Linked DNA regions of Drosophila melanogaster: all the other regions are linked to region 1. A link is a contact called in public Hi-C data. All regions are on one chromosome and are shown on one strand. Each heading gives the region's core, a stretch centred on a gene start, on an enhancer-like site or on the middle of the called end of the contact. The rest is flanking DNA. Distances are from core to core; before and after follow the strand shown. Region 1 holds the start of step (steppke). Region 2 holds the start of Cul2 (Cullin 2). Region 3 holds the start of eEF2 (eukaryotic translation elongation factor 2).

Evidence for each region. Hi-C and Micro-C count contacts between places; a contact is called where the count stands out from the background.
Region 2: a Hi-C map of the Kc167 cell line shows a contact between it and region 1, with 5 times the contacts expected there. The contact joins the promoter of Cul2 here to the promoter of step in region 1. A contact is called at or near these places in 16 of 107 Hi-C or Micro-C datasets (the Clone 8 cell line, the D17-c3 cell line, the Kc167 cell line and 6 more) and 2 of 6 datasets of contacts at active chromatin or transcription factors (both in the Kc167 cell line).
Region 3: a Hi-C map of the Kc167 cell line shows a contact between it and region 1, with 8 times the contacts expected there. The contact joins the promoter of eEF2 here to the promoter of step in region 1. A contact is called at or near these places in 1 of 1 datasets of contacts at CTCF or cohesin (the Kc167 cell line), 18 of 107 Hi-C or Micro-C datasets (the Kc167 cell line, the OSC cell line, the S2 cell line and 5 more) and 4 of 6 datasets of contacts at active chromatin or transcription factors (the Kc167 cell line and the S2 cell line).

The regions. Positions count from the first base shown.
Region 1 is chr2L:21,755,926-21,759,460 of dm6, reverse strand. It overlaps step (steppke), which reads left to right and starts at 1,995. Exons shown (of 11, transcript NM_001273749.1): 1 at 1,995-2,297; 2 at 2,834-2,907. It overlaps CG1416, which reads right to left and starts at 1,451. Exons shown (of 4, transcript NM_136277.3): 1 at 1,102-1,451; 2 at 383-1,019; 3 at 95-230. The coding sequence starts at 1,249.
Region 2 is chr2L:21,656,887-21,660,421 of dm6, reverse strand. It overlaps Cul2 (Cullin 2), which reads right to left and starts at 1,687. Exons shown (of 9, transcript NM_165390.2): 1 at 1,461-1,687; 2 at 1,150-1,327; 3 at 358-582; 4 at 1-299. The coding sequence starts at 1,268. lncRNA:CR43144 (long non-coding RNA:CR43144) reads right to left here and starts at 2,797. Exons shown (of 2, transcript NR_124416.1): 1 at 2,755-2,797; 2 at 2,173-2,589.
Region 3 is chr2L:21,680,235-21,683,769 of dm6, reverse strand. It overlaps eEF2 (eukaryotic translation elongation factor 2), which reads left to right and starts at 1,654. Exons shown (of 5, transcript NM_165394.3): 1 at 1,654-1,731; 2 at 2,212-2,426; 3 at 2,486-3,013. The coding sequence starts at 1,729. It also overlaps sncRNA:254.

The DNA of each region.
Region 1 (3,535 bases), core at 746-3,245:
ATTATATCGTATATTGTTAATCAGGATCACTAAGCGGGTCAATTTAAAAAAATAAATAATAATATATCTAGTTTTCGTTGTCCTAGTAACTTACAGTTTCTTCCAGCTCTATGACAACGTTTGAGTAGTGACCAGATGTCCAGTTTTTCAGACGCCAGCTCTGCTGTATTTTTTTTTCAGGGACGAGCTCTTCGAATTTTCCGAGCACATTGCCTCCGTAAAGAATAAATCTACAATAAAAGACAAAAGATTACTTACCATAAAGAAGTGAAGACAAGGGCGAGGGGCGAAATTTATGGTTATTCATAACAAGATTACTAAATGACGACACAAACGGTCCTGATGTGATGGTAAAATAAAACGACCAGGGACAAAAACTTACTCTCCACCGCGCACGGCATCTACTTTGGCAGGTGCCCTCGTAAAGGCAGTGACCATTTCTGGCTTTGTGAGAGCGTTGTAAAGGTCATTGGCGCTGCAGTGAAATTCTTCGGTCATCGAGAGAGTGCGAACGTCCAGTTTACAGCCGATGCCAGAGTTCTTCAGCCTAGGAGCCGCCACCGAGGAGTTTAAAGCGATATTTTGGGCTGCATTACGGGTATTGTTGGCATCCTTAAAATTCGCCACAGTATTTCCCGCTCCGGCCTCGTCGCCCTTCTTTGGTAGGATAAGGTTCTTGGAGTACTCCTCCTTCAACTCTCGGATGTAGGAAGCCAGTTGCTGCCGCACGCGGTCTCGTCCCACGTTGTACATGAACTGTTTCAGGGTCTCCGACTCGTCGTTGGACTCGTCGATTGTCACCGTGATCTCTACGTCGGCTAGTTCGTTCTCCTCGGAGAGATTGGGAATGGTTAACTTGCCCTTGTGGATCAGCTTGCTGTTCTTTAGGAGCTTTCCAGACCACTTGAGCACCAGCTCCCACTCGTAGAAAAATATGAGCTTGCCCTTGCGATTGTTCACGGTGGCCTCCCCGGAGCATTTGTCCACGGAGTCCACGGCACACTCAATGTCGCTTTGCCCTGCGTTTTGAGAAGTTTACTTTTAGGTTAGGATATACCTAAAATGTATGTTCTACACTACTACAAATTCTTATATACTCGCCTATTTTGAAATCCTGAAAAAGCTGATGCAGGCGGTCCTTGGACCATGGCGTGGCGTTCTTTTCCGTCCAGTGCCAGTTGTTCACGTTGGTGGCGTCGGGCCGCTCCTCCACAATCCAGCGCGGATCTCCTTCTCCCCACTTGGCCATCGCTTTCTTACTGTAGAATTGTATGAAACTGTCTTCAATTTTATGAAAAGATGGAAGATGTTGGTTTACTTTTGATCCGGCAGTCTTAGCTTAAACTAATTCGGACAATTACTATGGCCAGCGAGTGGAATTTTCTAGAATTCTGCGGTTCAAAATAGGGATGTAAAAATTATCGATGCCAGTGCACACATATGTTGGCAGCGTTGCCACCAAGTCCGAGGTGTTTGTGCCGTTAAAAAAACGAAATGATGTGTAAATTTCCTGACGATATTTTAAATGGAGTTATGACGAAAGACGTATTCGTTCAGTGAATTTTTTAACAGATTTAAAATGGACAGTAAGTATTGGTGGTATTGTATTTTTTTATAACAAGGTTGTTTTAATGTTATATTTTTATGTACGTCCAAAACTTTAAGTTTATGTTTTTAACTTGTAACAAACAATTTTCGAAATGGTAATAGCCGATTCCCGCAAATCACACCATAATGGATGTAACAAAGTTGTTTTACAGCTTTTCAAGCTATTTGTCTTGAAATAGATAAGGTCTGCTCTAATCTCTGAAAAAGTGTACCCCTAAAAATATTTAATGTATTGTTGCAAGTAAATAATTAGCCCTAATTTTTTTAGTTCTACTGATTAAAAAGTTCTTACGTTTGGTTACAAGATGCAGTGGCATCAGGATATTTTAAAAGTGGCCACACAGAGCTCGCGTAACACCCAGCTTAAGTCAGCATGCACTTGTTATTTTTCAGTTGTTTACTCAACCGATAGCTGAATTCAGCACATCCCTAGTGGAGAGCTGAAAGAAAATGGCGATAGAATTTTTTTGGTGTTGATTTGTTTATTATCCGTTCGTCTTTGATTGTTCAATGAAAAGCCTTAAAAATTAGCCAACTGCTGGTGAAAAATGTACAACTAGAGTGTGTGTCGTGTGCGCGAGAGTGTGTGTAGTAGCTCAGTAGCTCCGCGATGATTAGCGCAATGGACAATTTCGACAACAGATCGTACGGTGCCATATCAAAGGGGCGCAGTGAATTCTCAATGCCAGGTAAACAGCAGATACTTTTGCTGGCCCGAAGGATATAGCCTAGCATGAACAGAATACGAATCTTTGTATTGATAAAATTTTATTAAGATCACAAATTGGGATACCCACAACTACAAAATAAGAGAAGCAACAAGCAACATTTGTATGTATAGACTTGTGTGCTAGGTGAAATGTTAGTGCACATATGTATGTATATTATGTACATATGTACATTGCGTTCTCGTTTTTGGCCTTCGTCAGAATTAAGTCCGAAGAGCTTTGGTAACGCTAATAAGCCAATTTGCACAATTAGCAATCCATTGTGGTTTCGACAAGTGAAAATTGTTTATCGGCCTAAGCTAGTGACGTAGCCTACAAGATGCTTTCATCGCATCGCAAACAGCTCGTGTATGCACGTGTGTATGTGTGTTGGGCGCGTGTGCCTGGAATGCTGCTCTGGTGTTTTTTATTTTTACTGTTGGTGTTGCGATACAATTTACAAAATGCCCAGAAACAAGTATATGAATTTATTATTGATTCGCATCTCGTTCTTGCAGAACTTACACCGGAGCAGCAAAAACTGCTGATTGAGCTGCGACGCAAGAAGCAGGAACTTTTACTCGAAATACAGGTAATTGACCATCAATATATACATACATTTTTAATTTTGGAAACAACGATTTAAGAACATATTCGTATACACTTGTAGTATACAGAAAAACAATTTCGTGATGTCTTTTTGTCTGGAGTTTTTGCCAGCTTCTTTTTAGGTGATTTGACAGAGAGGGAGCAAAGACACTAGACTTATTCCAGAGCCTTTGTAGGGAGGGCTTGACGGGCTCTGAATTTTTTTATATGAACGATTAATCTTAAAATATATAAATTTTAATAAACCGATAATAAAAATGATGGTAAAATTATTGTTGGTGCTAAGAATTAATTTAGCAAATAATCGAAAGTAAATATCCCAAAAAAAAATACAATAAAAACATTAAGAAGAGAGATAGTGGGCAAGAGAGTCGATTTTTATGTTGTTGAGTAGCATATGTGCATTTATATGTATTTATAAAATTTTATGAATACCTATAAGCCAGACCAATTTGGTTTTTTTTTCTACTTAGGTTGTTTTTTAACTCCTTAATGCGGGAAGATTTGTGATCTGGCGGCTAGTGGCAAGTTTAGCTATTTATGTTCGTGTTGCGATCGTGACTAGTTTTCACTTTGTTAAGACTTCTTTATGTTCAACAACTTTTTTAAAA
Region 2 (3,535 bases), core at 438-2,937, 99 kb after region 1:
AGAGCTTAAGCGAGCCTGTTTTCTTATAGTCCTGTACCTCCACGAAGCTGTGTATCACTCCGTTGATAATTTGCACGCGATGGTGATCCAAGGTGCCATTGCTAGCTCTGTCTGCGGCAATGCCCTCGAGTATGTGACGGACCAGTTCGCTGGACAAGTACTCAATCATATACAGGCGCCAAATGTCTAGACCTAGCTCGCCAATCTCCATCTGCTCCGCAGCATCGCTTGACAGATTACCGTAGAACGATTCCGTATCGGTAATCTTTTGTTTCTTGATGTGTTGTTGATTCAGGTAGCTAAAGGAAATTAATTCCAACGATCATTGAGTTATTACAGACTTCGATGCATTCTTACATGTACAATTGGTGCAGATACTTGATACCCTGGCTATATTCCATCCAGGTGATGTAGTAACGCTGGAGAAGGTCTGGGCCACCATTGGAATGGGAGCATTCTCCCTCGATCAGCACCTTTTTGGCCAGCATCTCCTGGACGTGCTGCTCAAGAAAGTGTTTTGTTTCGCCATAAAGACGATCAGCCATCGGTTCCGGCTGCGCCACGCACAGTGTGTAAACGTCGCTATATGTTAAAGGAATGTGATTGGAAAGACAGATGTATTAGTGCTCGTTATTTTAGAAATTTTATTTTGGCAACTCACGCTTCACACATATATACGAACAGTTGCGGTCAGAATAAAAGCAGCCTGCGTTACACTGTTTTGATTATTAATTTTAAAAAGATACGTCATCGATCTATTTAATATTTACTTGAACTTAGTTTAACCTTTAAGCGGTCAAAATATTTAAATTCAAGCTAGAAAACAGGCATTTATTATTAAAACTATGATTGCATTTATCAAGATTCTACGACATTTACCAAATCATTTTCGCCTCGCTAGCAGCTATATTTGTGAATTTTGCTGTTGAATAAAATATATAGTTGAACCGCTAGGTACTAGTACATTCATAGTTTACCAACTCAAATGCAAAATAATGTGATTGAAACCATTACTTATGTTGGATTAATTTAAAAGTTAGTTAGTGTTATTTGTGTTTCTTCTGAGTTGGGTAACTTTGTAGTCTCTAGTGACCTATCACAATATCTCTCTCCAGGCTGTTTAATACTCCGACCGTTGCCAAGACGTACCTGAAGCTAGTATTCCACACCGAGCGCTCCACTTTGGTGAGCGTTATCACCGACTCGGCGATGCAGCGCAGGCGCGGCCAAACATCGACAAACTCCACTATTTTGGGCTTGAGCGACATGTCAAATGGGTCTTAGTCCTAATCCGTGGTCCGTCTGGATATGGATTTGGAAGGGTTTTCTGATGGGACAGGGTGCACGCTAATTAGAACGCCGACTGATTCTGCCTTCGCAAATATAACAATGGGCGACCGAGCGACCCTCATGCGTTGGCAGAGACCACTTCTGCTTTGCTTTTTGGCATAATCGCTTACTTTTTGCGTGGGGGCCACCAGGCAAATGGCCTTGTCCTCGAGCAATTGCACAGCAGGCCAATTACCGCTTGATGGATCGTGGAGGGGCGCGCTTGCGACCTACTCACCTGCTGCTTAGCTACGCTATTTACTAAATAATTACGCCGAGAATTTAGTTATTTTTGCACTTTTTTTTTGGTATCGTGAAATGGTTTGTCAGACGAAGACGATATCGATATAATCTATCGATATTTGAACTCGACAAAAAATTCGATGTAAAAAGAATGTCGTGTCTCCACTACCGAAACGTTTGCTTTTGTTTTGATCTTAATTTATTGTCAACGCCGATCCACTGAACAAATTTTTTACCTTCCTGCCTAAAAACTGGCCAAAGCCATTTTCTTAAAAAACTGTAAGTGCACAAACCTAAATTGATTTCATATGTGAACTGTAATAATGTTAGGATTTTTTATGATTTTCGTTTTTTTCGATTGCTTATACGTATTGCTATTGCTCTCGAGTGCCAACCTTTTTGTTCAAAAGAATATACATTTTCAAAAGATTTCAAAAGTGAGTTAAGGGTTATGCCTTAAAGGTAAGTGTATGATCTAGAAGAATGATCCATTTTGTACAGACCGAGTTTTAAAGGTCTAAACTGTTAAGTGCCTAGATGTGGCTTTCGAAAAGGCAAACAGAGATACATACAAAAAAATACAAATACAAAGAGATAGATACAAAATAAATACATGTTTAATTACTAAGAAAATATATAAAGGCTAAGATAAACAAACGAAAAAACCATTAAGCTTAAAGAAACAAAAATTTACAAAATGTATAGCTCAAAAAATCAGAAAGTCTCATATTTGTCAATGGCTAAGATCGTTGAGCGCCAAATTTTTTTAGTTGTCTGTTGGTTGTCAGTCGATTGGAACTTTTTTATCCACCAAACCGGAAATTTACTCCAAAGAATAAATTGGAGCCACATCCACCGTAGCCGCCGGTGATCAATACTTGCAACCTTCCATATGCGCCAAAAATTGGCACATCGCCTACCACTATTTCCAGCCTTTGTAGCTTCCAAAGGCCATCCACACATTTCACTTTGACCTATCCAATGTAGCAGTCGTCGATCCAAGTGTGATACCATATACTGATGGAGAAATGGATTGAGATGTAAATGATGTAAAAAATAATTAATATATATACCGAGAATTATTTAAAGAATTCGGACTCCGATTTACCAAAAGGTGTGATGTTCTAAGCATTTCAAAACATTTAAATTTTTTGTCTTTGTGTTCGCTTTAACATTGCTTACATTTTCAGTGTTGTGAGACGTCGGTGGTTATCGACTTTAGTGTTTAGAGCTGTGGCATGGGGGGTACTCCAGCCTGAGGAAAGCCTGAGCCATCAGCACGGCAGACGTTTTGTATTTATTTCTTAATCGTTATTTGGAGGTGAATTCCAAAAAATTAAATAAACTTCAAATTGCACGGTATCTTAAAAATGTTGTAATTTCATTATTTGTGTAAAAAGTTTGATTACAATTTAATCCACAGTTTTCGTGGAGATATAATTTTTCTGTGACTACACGCTTTTTACATGCATTGTTTTCGAAACTGGGATAGACAACAGCCAACATATGTAGATACATGTAAATTAAAATTTAAAATTTATTTATCTTATCTTATCCTTAATTTGAAAATGTTCACAATCTCGTCCGGACTTAGACTGATTTTCTAAATCTAAATCCTAATCCACTCAACCTAGAAATTTTTTAGAATTTTCTGGAACTTCAAATATGTTTAGGATAAAAGCTTTATACTGAAATTATTTCACAGCATTGTGAAATTGAAATTTTCTGACTGGTGTTTACTTTAAGTTTGGTTATTTATCTGCTGCTGAGATTGGAGTTTTGAATTTGTATATCAACATGTACGTGGACAACTTGTATATGTCGCAGATCATTTAAATGTAACGACATTTCTAGTAATTGCCTTTTCTATTCTTTTGATGCGCGGCAGAGAACCGTTAGAGTTTCTGGTCGCGGGTAGGAGCGGGTGCAAGTAGATTTCTGCAGGAATAACGGAAGCGTACAG
Region 3 (3,535 bases), core at 405-2,904, 75 kb after region 1:
TTGATGCGTGGGCACCGGTGGGCAAATATGTACGTGGTTTAATTTTTAAAAATTTATGGAAATTTACAAAACGAATACAAAAATCAACAAATATCAAAACGTTTGTCAAAAGAGAGACAACATGGTACGTGTATGTAAACAAAGCATTATTTTGGGCGGAAAGGTGTTTGGCTATGGTTTAATTAAAAAGTTTTATTCAAAATATACCAATTAGGCGTTCTGTCTTCCCCGGGTTGAAAATATTCAACTGTTGTCCTCCTTTCAATTGACCAATATCTCTAGTTCCTGGTTAGTTTTCCACGTTTTTTAGAAAAAATAAAATATCTGATATAAGCGGGATCGCAAGTGGAGAATAGGGTACAGTAGAGTAGAGTTTCCAAGGCTGCTTTATCAATGATACGAACCTGAACTCAGAGGTGACATGAGGCCGTCTAATTCGAAAGTTTCAAGTGACGCTAGAGCAAAAGGAGAGAAGAGAGAACGCTATAGTAGAGTTCCCTGAGTATCAAACACCCATTACTTATCTAGTGTGAATGCGAACGCCATATTTCATAATTTATAAAATAATTATCTTGTTGTTGGCAAATCGATAGAAATTTACAAGACTAATAAAATTATGAACAAATTTGGAAAAATGGTTAATGGTGCGGTTTTAGGGCGTTAGAGTGGGCATCTCAGCCTTCTAGTTTTTATAGCTCCTGAGATCTCAACGTTCATACGGATAGGCGGACACATGGACATGGCTAGATCGACTCGGCTATTGATCCTGAGCAATATGGTTGGAAACGCTTCCTTCTGCCTGTTACATACCATTCAACGAACAAACGATATCCTTATACTCTACGAGTAGCGGGTATAATGAATACCAAAAACACTTACGCCATGACCTTCCACCGCATTTTTTACAAATTTTGAAACTTCTTGTCGGAAAATTTGACTTTCGGATCTCTTGATTTTTTTCGTTTTATTATTTGTCTGCCAAATTTCTGTCGATATGCCGTGGCGTGACCCACTCTTACACCTACAAACCTCAATAAGTTTTCAAGCCCACAATTCAAACCTTTTTTTAATTCCTACCGCAACGCCAACAAAATTTTTAAATATTTTCCTAGAGAATCGCATTAGCTATGTAATGGGTATCTAATAGTCGTAAAAATCGACGATAGCGTTCTCGCTTGCTATACTTTAAATATTACTGCGTGCGTAGAATTTCGAAATGCCGTTTGATCGAAACTATCATAAGTCGTTAACTTTAAAGGCTCGGCATCTATGAGCAAATGAGAATATAACTAGCTTTCACTTAAAGTTTATTTTTCATAAGATAGTTTAAGCGATAAAGAAATATATATATATAGATTAGATTATTTTTAAGAAAAATAATTTAGAAGAAATTTAAGCGGATGTATGTAAATTAATAATAGTGCTTAGCAATATTTATTTATGGCTATATAAACAACCACGATTTCGACGCGGAAAATTACGTGGAAAATTACGAAAACGTCATTCTGTAAAATAAAAGTTTAAAAACTATAAAGTAAACATGCAAAATAACTATCTGATGAATCTGTCACGTGAACTACTATCGATCAACTACTGGTTCCGACTATCGAAAATATCAAGAATTGTCCCAGCTCTATGGTCGCTGCAGCGCCTCGCTCTTTCCTGTCGAAACGCCGTTGAAAGGCGTAGTGTTTTTTTGGTCCGCGAGAAAATCTCCATACATCCAAAATGGTAGGTGCCCAAAGTCAGAAATAATAGCCCCATATCTACAGAAAAGGCCTAGAGGCGACCTGCATTAATATCTTTAATGCCCAGTGCAAAAAGTGCAGATGTCTCAACCATTACTTGGTGAAATGATGTGTCCACATATTTTCACGTTTGCTTGTTGTGTGTGTGTGCATTATGGTGAAATGCAAGACAAAGACTAGGAATGACGTATGCAATTTTCTATTGAAATTTGGCTAGAATGTGATCCTGTTTGGTGCTTGTTGTGAAATACCCAAGGAATAGATGTATATTGCTATATTTATCGATGCCCATACTCGCGAGTGAGTGATTTGTGGTTTTTAGTTCTTATCTAACCTCAAAGACCTTTGCACGACTGTGAAGACTTAGTGTGTGTATGGACGCCATTTTTAAATCAGCACTGTGTATAGATCGAGTGGAAACTCGTTATAATATGTACATAACGATGCCTTATTTATTTTACAGGTCAACTTCACCGTCGACGAGATCCGTGGCCTCATGGACAAGAAGCGGAACATCCGCAACATGTCTGTGATTGCCCACGTAGACCACGGCAAGTCCACTCTGACCGATTCCCTTGTGTCGAAGGCTGGTATCATTGCCGGAGCCAAGGCTGGTGAGACTCGTTTCACTGACACCCGCAAGGACGAGCAGGAGCGCTGCATTACCATCAAGTCGACGTAAGACCAGTCATGTTCCAGCACCCACGGCTTTTTTAATCCGCCTTTCATTATTGCAGTGCCATTTCCATGTACTTTGAGGTGGAGGAAAAGGATCTGGTGTTCATTACCCACCCCGATCAGCGCGAGAAGGAGTGCAAGGGTTTCCTGATCAACTTGATCGACTCGCCCGGTCACGTTGACTTCTCCTCGGAGGTGACCGCCGCCCTTCGTGTAACCGACGGTGCACTCGTTGTTGTAGACTGCGTCTCCGGAGTTTGTGTCCAGACCGAAACCGTGCTGCGTCAGGCCATCGCTGAGCGTATTAAGCCCATCCTATTCATGAACAAAATGGACCGCGCTCTGCTTGAGCTGCAACTAGATGCCGAGGAGCTGTACCAGACCTTCCAGCGCATCGTCGAGAACGTAAACGTTATCATTGCCACCTATAACGATGACGGAGGACCGATGGGTGAGGTTCGCGTGGATCCCTCTAAGGGATCAGTGGGCTTCGGTTCTGGGCTTCACGGCTGGGCGTTCACCCTCAAGCAGTTCTCTGAGATGTACTCCGAGAAATTCAAGATTGATGTTGTCAAGCTAATGAACCGGTGAGTCATGTCTCAAGTTTGTTTGTAAATGTTTTCAAACTTCTACCACAAAACGTGTGGCGCTTAGCGGGCGGCTTCTTGAAAGACATCTCCGCAAGGAAAGTCCTTTTAGAGTCTCTCGTGCTGACGGCGCCACAAGTGGACCTTAAATAGAAGAAGAATAAACTTTCGGATGCTGTTTAAACGCTGACTCGGGACCGCTTTCCTAATGTTCAAACGAGTCATGTTAAGGCAGTTACCTTACACTAATTATTTTTAAATTGTATACAGAAATCTTTTATTGTTCACATAATTTCTTCATATATCTGAAATCAATTGTTGTTTGGCCTCATATTATACAAATCGATATATTCGGACGTCATTTTTGATATCTAAGACTTAAAATTTATAAATCAAATTTGCAACAAATTTATTGGCTGAAATGAATCATTTTGTATTATACAAAATTTCCAGAAAAATAATATTAATTATTTTTTTAAATAAGCGATTTGAACTGGTCATTAAGCATTTCATTAAGTGATA